Linked DNA regions of Callithrix jacchus: region 2 is linked to region 1. Evidence: chromatin contacts called from public Hi-C data. All regions are on one chromosome and are shown on one strand. The core of a region is the stretch at or near the end of the contact, and the rest is flanking DNA. Distances in the headings are between cores, read along the strand shown.

Evidence for each region. Hi-C and Micro-C count contacts between places; a contact is called where the count stands out from the background.
Region 2: a contact with region 1 is called in a Hi-C map of skeletal muscle, with 4 times the contacts expected there. The contact joins the promoter of DMC1 here to the promoter of PICK1 in region 1. A contact is called at or near these places in 2 of 3 Hi-C or Micro-C datasets (both in skeletal muscle).

What each region holds. Positions count from the first base shown.
Region 1 is chr1:209,053,984-209,059,532 of calJac240_pri, forward strand. PICK1 (protein interacting with PRKCA 1) reads left to right here and starts at 2,969. Exons shown (of 13, transcript XM_035272435.3): 1 at 2,969-3,253; 2 at 4,409-4,512. The coding sequence starts at 3,131.
Region 2 is chr1:209,476,292-209,481,840 of calJac240_pri, forward strand. It overlaps DMC1 (DNA meiotic recombinase 1), which reads right to left and starts at 2,236. Exons shown (of 14, transcript XM_017963708.5): 1 at 2,075-2,236.

The sequences.
Region 1 (5,549 bases), core at 1,719-4,218:
GAGATTCTGATCCCACATGTCTGAGCTGGAGCCCAGGAATCTGCATTTAAGACACTTCCCAGCCAATCTGATGCAGAGGCCTGAGCATCTTAGAGTCCTATAAATATACCATCGGCCCCGCTCTCTGCAGGGTTTCAGCAAAGTAACTATTAAGGACCATAAAAACCTCTGACATCTGTGTTATGTGAATCATTCACCAAACATTTTCACACATGGCTCTCCTTTTTTGTCTTCCCCATTTAATTTATTTATCTGTTTTTTGAGATGGAGTCTCACTCTATTGTCCAGGCTGGAGTGCAGTGGCGTGATCTCGGCTCACTCCAACCTCCGCCTCCTGCGTTCAAGTAATTCTCATGCCTCAGTCTCCTAAGTAGCTGGGAATACAGGTATGTGCCACCACACCTGGCTAATTTTCTGTATTTTTAGTAGAGACGGGGTTTCGCCATGTTGGCCAGGTTGGTCTTGAACTCCTGACGTCAGGTGATTTGCCTGCCTCGGCCTCCAAAAGTGCTGGGATTACAGGCGTGAGCCACCACTCCCAGCCTGTCTTCCTCTTTTTAGCTACTGTTTTGGGAGGATCGTCATCCTAACTCTACAGACACCAAGGCTCAGAGACAAAGGGTGACTTGTCCAAGGTCCTCCAGCCAAAAGAGAGGAGCTGGGATTTGAGCTGGAGCCACCCTGGGCTTCGGGAGCTCCAGTCTCTGTTACAGCTGTTGGATTTGAAGAATGCTGTTTTTCCAAAACCAAAGTTCAGAACCTAGACACAGCCTGGTGACTCCAGCCCTGTGGAGGAAACTTGGGTCACTGCCACCATCCCTGTTCAGACCCTCATCTCCTCCCTGAGACATCTGACCCTCTTGATCCCTCTGCCCATCCAAGTCCTCCCTCCCGGACCCAAAGAAAGCCTCATCTCACACTAAAGCCGCAGCTACTTCTGCAAGCGCTAGATTTGCGGCCAGGTATGTGCTGGACACCGTGGACGATTCAGAGAAGAGCAAAACAAGGCACCTCGCCCACCCCCATCAGGGACTTCCTGTCTAGCTGGAAAGACAAGAAGTGCTTACTTGGGTGATAGAATAAGGTATTTGAACTGTCTTTGTTCTCAAATAGATTCCTGGTCCCAACCAGACCCCCTGAATTGACTGGGGCATGTTCCTGTGCTGTGCGGGCTGATTCAGGTGACCCCTCTGCTAAAAACCTTAGCGGGTCATGACATTTTCACACCAATAGGTATTACAAAGCAATCCGATTTTCTTTTTCTTGTTTGTCACAATGACACCTGTTGATGGATTCCAAGTATCCTGTGGAAAGTGGGAGTGCCAGGGATTAGAAAGTCAGTAGAGAAAGAGGCCGGCCGAGGAGGCTCACACCTGTAATCCTAGTACTTTGGGAAGCTGAGGCAGGTGGATCACCTGAGGTCAGGAGATTGAGACCAGTCTGGCCAACATGGTAAAACCCTGTCTCTACTAAAAATTCAAAAATTAGGCCAGGTGCAGTGGCTTACTCCTGTAATCCCAGCACTTTGGGAGGCCGTGTTGGGCAGATCACGAGGTCAGGAGTTCAAGACCAGCCTGGTCAACATGGTGAAACCTCGTCTCTACTAAAGATACAAAAAATTAGCCAGGTGTGGTGGTGGGCGCCTATCGCCCCAGCCTCTCGGGAGGCTGAGGCAGGAGAATCACTTGAATCCAGGAAGCAGAGGTTACAGTGAGCCAAGATCTCGCCATTTGCACTCCAGCCTGGGCAATAAGAGCGAGGCTCCATCTTAAAAAAAAAAAAAAAAATAGCTGAGTGTGGTGGCAGGTGCCCGTAGTCCCAGCTACTCAGGAGGCTGAGGCAGAAGAATCGCTTTACCCAAGAGGCAAAGGTTGCAGTGAGCCGAGATTGTGCCACTGCACTTCAGCCTGGGCGAAAGAGCAAGACTCTGTCTCAAAAAAAAGAAAAAGTAGAGAAAGAGAACACAATAAAAAGAGGGACAGGGAGAAGCAGTTTATAATTTGTCAAGTTACGAGATCTGAGCCCCAAATTTAAGGGAGAAAAAGCCTTTCCAGACAAAACACAGACATGCAATAAATTACTCATCGCAGAATTGGCGCAGGAAAACCATGGAGCGATCTCACGAGGCCAAGTCATAGCAAACTGCTGAATGAATGATTCAGAGAGCAAATACTCAGGAGCTCAGAAAGGGAGCAACATATATGAGCTAAGCTTGTCTGCTGACACTGCCGGGAGGAGGCAAATTAGATCGGGGCCTGGAGGTAAGGGATGGATGAAGCAGAAAAAAGGGGCATCTTGCCCCCACCTGGGAAGAGGGGCCAGAGTGGGTAGGGGGTTTTGAGGTCAGAGTGACAGCTGTGCCATGCAAATTGTTTACAAAGCACTCATACCTGTTTCTCCTTTTAATCTTTTTTGTTGTTGTTGTTGAGATGGAGTCTCGCTCTATCACCCAGGCTGGAGTGCAGTGGTGAAATCTTGGCTCACCGCAACTCCTGCTATCCAGGGTTCAAGCGATTCTCCTGCCTCAACCTCCTGAGTAGCTGGGATTACAGAAGCGTGCCACCATGCCCAGCTAATTTTTGTGTTGTTAGTAGAGACAGGGTTTCTCCATGTTGGTCAGGCTGGTCTTGAATTCCTGACCTCAGATGATCTGTGTGCCTGGGCCTCCTGAAGTGCTGACATTACAGGTATGAGCCGCCATGCCTGGCCTTAGACTGTTGCTTTTTAAAACCAAAAGTCTGGCCTGGAAACAGAGCTTGGTTGTCCCAGCCCTAGTCTTGCCACTAGGATACCAGAGGAAGAGACTTCTCTGGGCCTTAGTTTCCTTGCCTGCACACTGTGGCTGGCAAGACTTGGTCTCTCCTCACAGGGTGGTGGTGAGCTTGAAAATCCTGTGAAAGTGATCTGACTGGAGAGCAGTGGACACGTGGGAAGGCTGTTGCTATCACGGCATTCTACACATCTGTCCAGACTCAGATTAGCTCCCTAAGGAGAGAGTAGGGTGGGGCTTCCATCGCCCGTGGGATATGTGGATATCCATCCTTCTGCATCTTTCCTCTGTGGCCCCTGGGGCAGCTAGGGAAGCCAGCTGGATGGCCCTGGCCCCGTGCTGTCGGGATGAGGTGGAGGCATGGCTGTGGCTCTGGGAGATCCAGCCTCCCGCAGGGAATCCACTTTACACAATAGCAGTGGCAGCAGAGGCTGGAGAGAAAGCTTCGACAGGGGAGCACTGATGACGTTTCCCGAGCCTCAGGTACATGGGGGCTGTGACCCTCCGTGGGACCCCAGGGTGGCTGCTCCTCAGGACTAAGGAAGGAGATGGGGGGGGTGAGAAATGTTTCACCATATACCATAGAAAGCATTGACCATATGGCCTTAGTTTACATATGGGGAAACTCAAGCACATAGAGGGAAGGGGGCATGTCCAATCTTAATAGCAAGATCCACTGAATACACCACTCCCGGCTCTCTGCTTAGTGTTCGGATGTTCAAAGATCCCTAGACTAGACTAGGCGGCGGGAGTTTCGAGGCCACAGTCCAGATATTATACCAACTGCGTGTGGCTCTGCACAAAATCACTGCCGGCTCTTTGGCACTTAAGTTTCCTCGCCTGCGAAACTGGGATGCGCTGGGACCTCAAAGGGCCTTTCTAGTAGGGGAGTCACAGGCCCAGGTGGTTAAGGGGTGAAAGGGCAGGTCTCGGGGTTTATACTCCACTGAGCCTCGCGGGAGGTAACCCCAGCTCAGAGATGCTTCCGTTGCCCTGGCAACCGCCACCCGGCGCGGGTCCCTGAGTGCCGCTGAGGAAGCTGGGACAAACCCTGCCCTTCCCAAGATGGCGGCGGCGTCAGGGCAAAGGGCGGGGTTAGACGCTGTCAGCCTGTCCAGACTTTTCCTCTGTTTCCGCTTGTTCCTACTAACAGCGAGCCTCTGCCAATACTTGTTCTTGTTCTTGGTTCCGAGAGTCCCGGGAGCGGGTGAGGGAAGGATTGTCTGCAGGGATTGGGGCAAACACCCAGCGGGGAAAGGGCGGGACTTCCGCGTCTTACTGGAAGTGACGTGATAGTCGCGGCCACCGCCAGGTGGAACGGCAGGTGGGTTCAGGTACCAGCCTGGCCCGAACCCGGCTCTGGGACTGACGCTTCCGGTGAGCAACAGAGGCAGCTCCCCAGGACCTGGAGACCCTTGGGCCGGGCTCTGGGATCTGAGCCCATCATCCTGGCCTTGAGTCCCCCCTTGTACCTAGTAAGAATCACCTACCCAGCCCCCCCTACCCGGAGATTGCCCCATCCCACTCCAGAGGGGAAGAAGAGGGCCCTGCTGTCCCGTATGAGGGTGGTGGAGGAAGGGGTGGTGTTGACATTCAGGCACTTCGGTTCCCTAAATCCTATGTTCCTTTCTCTCCCAGATCCAGTCCCCTATTCCCCTACCGAGCTGGGCAGTTAGCCCGCCTGCTCCAACTCTCGGAACCATGTTTGCAGACTTGGATTATGACATCGAGGAGGATAAACTGTGAGTATTTTATTCCCCCAAGTTCCAGGAGCATGGGAACCCCAAGTCCCTTATTTCCCTGGACTTGCCAGTCCCACAAACCCTTGCGTCTCAGCGGTGGAGCAGGTGTTGTGCTGAAGCAGCAGTGCACCCTGCTCTTCCAGGAGCTCACTATTTGTAGGGGACTATGGACAGTTAAAGGGATAATCACAGCTCGGTTCCATAAGGGCACTATTAGCATGACTTGGTGACAAGGAGAGAAAGCAGATGGAGCAGTGCTTCCGCTGGGGTGATCAAGGAAAGCTTCATGGAGAAGGTGGCAGTTGAGCCAGGTTTTGAAGGTTGGATAGGAATGTTGTAGACATACCTTCCTTCCCAACATAGGTTATTAGTAGATTTTCAGAAATTAGATTTGTCTTCCCATTACAATGTATCCTCTTTCGGATCAAGGAGTGAGTGCAATGCCTTTCTCTGCGCTCAGCGCTTAGTAAGGGGCTTGATGTCAGTAGGTTGGTAGCAAATGTTTTTTGAATGAATAAGTGAATCAGCGCAAGTACTTACCATGAAACACCAGTCAATGCTAGTTTATAGTGGAAACTGAGAGGTAATGAGGAGGTGGGAGGTGGATAGTTAACTCCTTCAGCAGGTAGCCGTCAGATTCCCTAGATGCCTGATAAGGTGACAAGGACAGAACCTGTCTCAAATCGCAGAGATCGAATGAATGAAAGGGAAGGGGGACCTATTTTTATGGAGTGCCTGCTGTGGATTGGGTTGCTGTTAGTGGCCTCCATGCATGGTTAGAAGAACTTGGATAAGGGTGCTCATCCCCATTTTATGGATGAGGAAATTGAGATGCACAGAGGGTAACTTACCCAAGTTCCATAGCTGGCCAGGTGCAGTGGCTCACACCTGTAATCCCAGCACTTTGGGAGGGCAAGGTGGATGTATCACCTGAGGTCAGGAGTTTGGGACCATCCTGACCAACGTGGTGAAACCCCGTCTTTAAAAAAAATAATAATGATAAAACAATACAAAAAATTGGCCGGGCGTGGTGGTGG
Region 2 (5,549 bases), core at 986-3,485, 420 kb after region 1:
TTTGTCCTGAGGCCTCTGATTTCATTTCAAAGTCACCAAGGACTAGAAGAGAAGTATTTAGCTTGGAAAGACTAGGCCTGCCTATCTTCTTTCTGCAAGGCATGTGGCATTATTTCTTTTGTGTGTGTGTGTGTGTATGTGTGTCCTCACACTCACACAGGTGCCTGAGGGGCAAATTGGGGGAAAGACAAATTTTTTGTCTTTCCCCAACAGTGATATTTATCAGCTGATTTCCATTGCACAGCTAATCATGACTATGTAATATCTTTATTATTGCCTTGAAATGTTATTTAGAAGTGCATATTGCTTTTAACCCTTCTTGTTTAACAACATTCTAAGAACCTTGACATTATATCATTCTTCCTTGTGTCCTCCCTGGCACCTCCAACTTTGTCCTCAATAAATGGATTTTATTTTTCTCATTTATGATGAAGGCCTTCCTGCCTGCTATGATTATGAATGGACACTCCTGTGACATCTACCTTTTTGTTTCATAGAACATTAGCTATACTTTCTTTCACAGTATTTACTAGTTTCTTTTTTTTGAGGAGTCCTGCTCTGTCACCCAGGCTGGAGTGCAGTGGCACAATCTTGGCCCACTGCAACCTCCGCCTCCCGGGTACAAGTGATTCTTCTGCCTCAGCCTCCCAAGTAGCTGGGATTACAGGCGTGCACCACCATGCCCGGTATATTTTTGTATTTTTAGTAGAGATGGGGTTTCACCATGTTTGGTCAGGCTGGTCTCCAACTCCTGACGTCATTATCCACCCGCCTTGACCTCCCAAAGTGCTGGGATTACAGGCGTGAGCCACAGTGCCAGGCCGATTTTGTTAAGATTTAAAAATATGGTGGATACATAATATTAAAGCTGATAAAGCAGTGAAAGTCTTTAAGATTGTAGACTCAAAAAGAAATCTCAGGAATCCACGAACTGTGATTGTGCTTATTACAATAAAATGCCATCCAAATAATCATTTTTCTCGGTCTATTCCGTTTCCTCATTTGATACCAAAGTTAGGGGTTGGACCCTAGAACAAAGGGAACGGACTATTTTTTTTTTTTTTTTGAGGAGTCTAGCTCTGTCGCCCAGCCTGGAGTGCAGTGGCGTGATCTCTGCTCACTGCAACCTCTGCCTCCTGGGTTCCAGCGATTCTCCTGCCTCAGCCTCCCAATTAGCTGGGACTACAGGCGCGAGCCACCACGCGCAGCTGATGTTTTGTATTTTAGCAGAGACGGGGTTTCACCATGTTGGCCAGGATGTTCTCGATCTCCTGACCTCATGATCTGCCCGCCTCGGCCTCTAAAGTGCTGGGATTACAGGCGCGAGCCACCACGCCCAGCTGATTTTTTGTATTTTAGCAGAGAGGGGGTTTCACCATGTTGGCCAGGATGTTCTCGATCTCCTGACCTCGTGATCTGCCCGCCTCGGCCTCTAAAGTGCTGGGATTACAGGCGCGAGCCACGGACTATTATTAATTCTAAGGCAGAAGCAGGGTCTGACCACCGGGCACCGCAAACAGCAAAGGATGGAAGGCAACCAAGACCGTGTGGACGGGGTCTTCCGGGGTCTGTCCTTCAGAGGGCTACAAGTATGAGCACCCCAGCTCCGCATTTACTGTCCCCGTCATCCATTTCTTCTCCCCGGGATGAAATGAAAAGATTGTCCCCGTCTCTCACGGAGCCTTCGATGGACCGAACCGTTGGATTTAAGGGAGGGCTGCCCCATCCCCTGGCTGAAGGCCACCTCTGGAGGGGGCAGCAGCGCGGTCGGGTCGCCCTCGACGTCTCCCTCCGCAGGAGGCCTGGGCAGACCCCCGTGCGGCCGCCGGACGTTTTCCCGACACCGGATTCCCTCGTCAGGAGGACGAGGCGGGCCCTCCTGGACTTAGGTCCGATTCGATTTAAAATAAGGAGGTTGGAAATCCCTCAAGGTCACCAAAACTCCTCCCCAGGGGTCGGAGCGGAAAGCTCCAAGTCACTAGGGCCCTAAAAAAGGAGCGAGAAAGGGAAGCGCGCCATGGCAAAACGAGCGTCCCCTCAGAGTCTTCGCACGCCGTCGGTTTTTGCCACTTACCCCCCTCGTACCCAGTTTCCCCGAGATTTTCAAGGTGAAACCCCTCTGCCCCCGCCCGGCCTTTCCCGACAGTCCTCAGCTGACAGGATTCTAACTCGGACACAGAACGCGGAGCCTGGAGATCCGCGAGCCGCTGTCCACAGGGTTTGGCGCCAACCGACTAGGGCGGGGCGAGGACGGAGGGGCTGGGCGGGGCGCAGATGAGGAGGCGGGGCGAGGACGGAGGGGCTGGGCGGGGCGCAGATGAGGAGGCGGGGCGAGGACGGAGGGGCTGGGCGGGGCGCAGATGAGGAGGCGGGGCGAGGGGGAGCGGGCGGGCCCCCGCAGTGGGCGGGGCGGAAAGCAATGGGAGCTGGGCTAGGACCTAGGGGCGTGGGGGGCAAACGGGCCAGTAGCTGGGGGAACCCGAGGGTGTGGCCTGGAGGGGGCGTAGCGAGGAGGGAGCCCGGGCACGGCGCAGGGTGAGGGTTAGAGGCGAGGACCGAGGGGCGGGAAACGAGGAGGAGCCTCCTCTGGGAGGCGCGCTGAGGTGAGGGAGTGGGGGAGGGGCGCTGTGCAGGAAGCGCGCCGAGGAGAGGGACCTTGAAGGGAGGAGACTGTTGAGCTGGGGCGTCTCTCGAGGGGACCACCTCGCTCAAATTAGGGAGAGGACTCTGAGGAGGAAGCCTTGAAGCTGGGGAGGGGCGCTGAGCAGAGGTGGCCTACGGGTGCGAAAGGTCAGGGTCGCGAGGGATTGCAGCTGGAGCCTCGGGTTAGGAGTTCGAATCGGAGGTCCTTTTTATGAGACGGAGTTTGTCACTCTGTTGCCCAGGCTGGAGTGCAAGGGCGCGAACTTGGCCCGCCGCGACCTCCGCCTCCCGGGTTCCAGCGATTCTCCTGCTTCCGCCTCCCGAGTAGCTGGGATGACAGGCACCCGCCACCCTGCCTGGCTCATTTTGTATTTTTGGTACAGACGTGGCCAGGCTGGTCTCGCATTCCCGACCTCAGGTGATCCGGCCCCCCGGGCCCCCCGGAGTGCTGGGATTCCAGGCGGAGCCGCCGCGCCCGGCCCCGGGCTGGTTTCCATGGCCGGCGTCGGCTTGGCCCTGCTCCCGCAGCGCTCCTCATTGCCCACTCCGTGACTCTCCCCGTTCGCCACTCCTGTCTGTGATTGAGACACCCGAGGCCCATTCAGGGTGGAGAGTGATTTTCCTCTGCCTTAACTTGGAGTTTTAAATAGACTGCAGACGCCTGGCATATTTCGGTTCAGCTTTTAAATAGAAGCTGCGGGCCAGCCTTCGTGCCAGCAGCGCCATTGCTGGCAGCGCCCTCCTCCTCCCCTCACGCGGAGACGGACTTGACAGTCAGGAAGCATCTGAGAGAGCAGCTGCTAAGGTGGAGGCTGTGATGTATCTTGGATGAATCTCTGTGCAAACAGTTTTTTGGGTTCAAGACCTAGTACAGGGCGACTCCCCCCCCCCTTTTTTTTTTTTGAATCGTTTTGCTGGAATAAATAGCAAAACATTCCCACAATAGCAGTTGGCATTTGTGTGGGACGCGCCCCCCCTCCCCCACCAGGTGGATTGTTTCAGGAGCCACGAGTAACCGCCATTGTGCTTCCAAAACTGTTATTTCGCCCCAAACACAGCCATCCTCGTTATACGGAAATGAATGCCCATTTAGGGAAGGAACTGGGTGGTTTCACTCTGAGGCCTCACCTAAGTCATTATGGGAACTTTTGAACAACTTGTTAGGTGAAGATACCGACAGTCTACAGAAGAGCTGCAAAGAGCACAGCGAGATGATTTAGGGAAATCTAACATATGTAGTTTGGTGTAGTGACAGCTGGGAGAGAGAAATGTTCATAATATTTGAAGGTTGTGTGCAGTACACTTAAAGAAACTAAAATGAGCCGGGTAATGGCAAATTCATGAAGGGAGGAGAAAAGTCCTGTTTGAGTATCATATCCATAGACAACTTTTAAAATATTTAAAACAACAAACTCTGGGACAGAGTGCACTTTAAAAAGTGCACATGAGGACCTTTCCACTCAAATCGGGACCAAAAAAAAAATTAGTCTTTCATATCATACAAAAATTCTGAATATCATGAAGGCAGCATTTCAAATTACTGGGGAAATGATGAATTCAGTAGATAGTGTTAGAACAACTAGGTAACCATCTGGAAGAAAAAATAAAATTGGAATCATGCTTTATACATTATACCAAAATAAATTCCAGACGGATCAAAAAATTAAATCTGAACAATAAAATAATAAAAGTACTAGAAGAAAATATGGGACATTTAAAATTACTTTATAATAAGGAACATCTTTTTAAGTATGATACGAAACTCAGAAGCCACAAAAGACTGATAAGTATGCTTATATTAAAAAAAAAAATCCTGTATGGCAAAATGGTACTTCCTATCCACAATATAGAACATGGCAAACCAGAGCCTTTGTGTCAATTATTAACTGAGTGATATAGCTTGCCTACTTTTTCAAATCCTTCAGGAAGTCCACAATTTCTCTATACAATTATAAAATTTTTGTATCACTTTTACATTTTAAGAAATAAAAAAATTGGCAGTGGGATTACAGTTAAGATTTGAATTTTAAACCATTACACTTTACTGCCCCTCCGTGGACAGTCACCTTATAACCAAATAGAGGCACAGGATTCCAGCGAATATAGTCAGGCTTATTCCCAGTGATGCTTGCAGATACATATTCTTGAAGTTTCAAGAGCTTGAATTTGATAAATGCTTTAGTAGAAAACTAAAGAATGAAGGCTCATCATGTACAAATTTCACTGGGTAGATTTCCTCTTAAACATATTTGTTTTGCTTTTTTCTTTTTGAGTCAGGGTCTTCCTCTGTCACTCAGGCTGGAGTACAGTGGTAACATCTTGGCTCATGGCAGCCTTAATCTCCGGGGCTCAAGCGATCCTCCCACCTCAGCCTTCCCAGTAGCTGGGCCTACAGGCACAAGCCACCACACCCAGCTAATTTCTTGGTGTTTTTTTTTTTGTAGAGATGTGATTTCACCATGTTGCCCTGGTCTCTCAAACTTCTGGGCTCAAGCAAGCCTCCCACCTCAGCCTCCCAGAGTGCTGGGATTACAGGCGTAAGCAACCGCATCCAGCAGTGTTCCACGTCTTTATCTTCATTTTCAAATAATTCCGTTTAAGAATAAGGTACTTGTAGCCTATCGCTGAGACCTGTACCTCTTAGTGGCTCTTCTCCGGGCTACATAAAGGTTTAAAATGACTGCTGTTTGTAAAAAGTTGATTAAAATTTTAACCTAGGGCCTTATATTATTCACCTCCAGTTACAAGAAGGAATACAGGGTGCTGTAGGAACGCATGGGAGAGACATCTTATTCAGTTTGTGGGGAAGTGAGGAACATGGCATTTCAGCTGGTATCCATGAGTAATTCATTAGTCAGGTAATAAGAGGGAACAAGTACTAACTTAAGAGAGTGCATTTAGCTGGA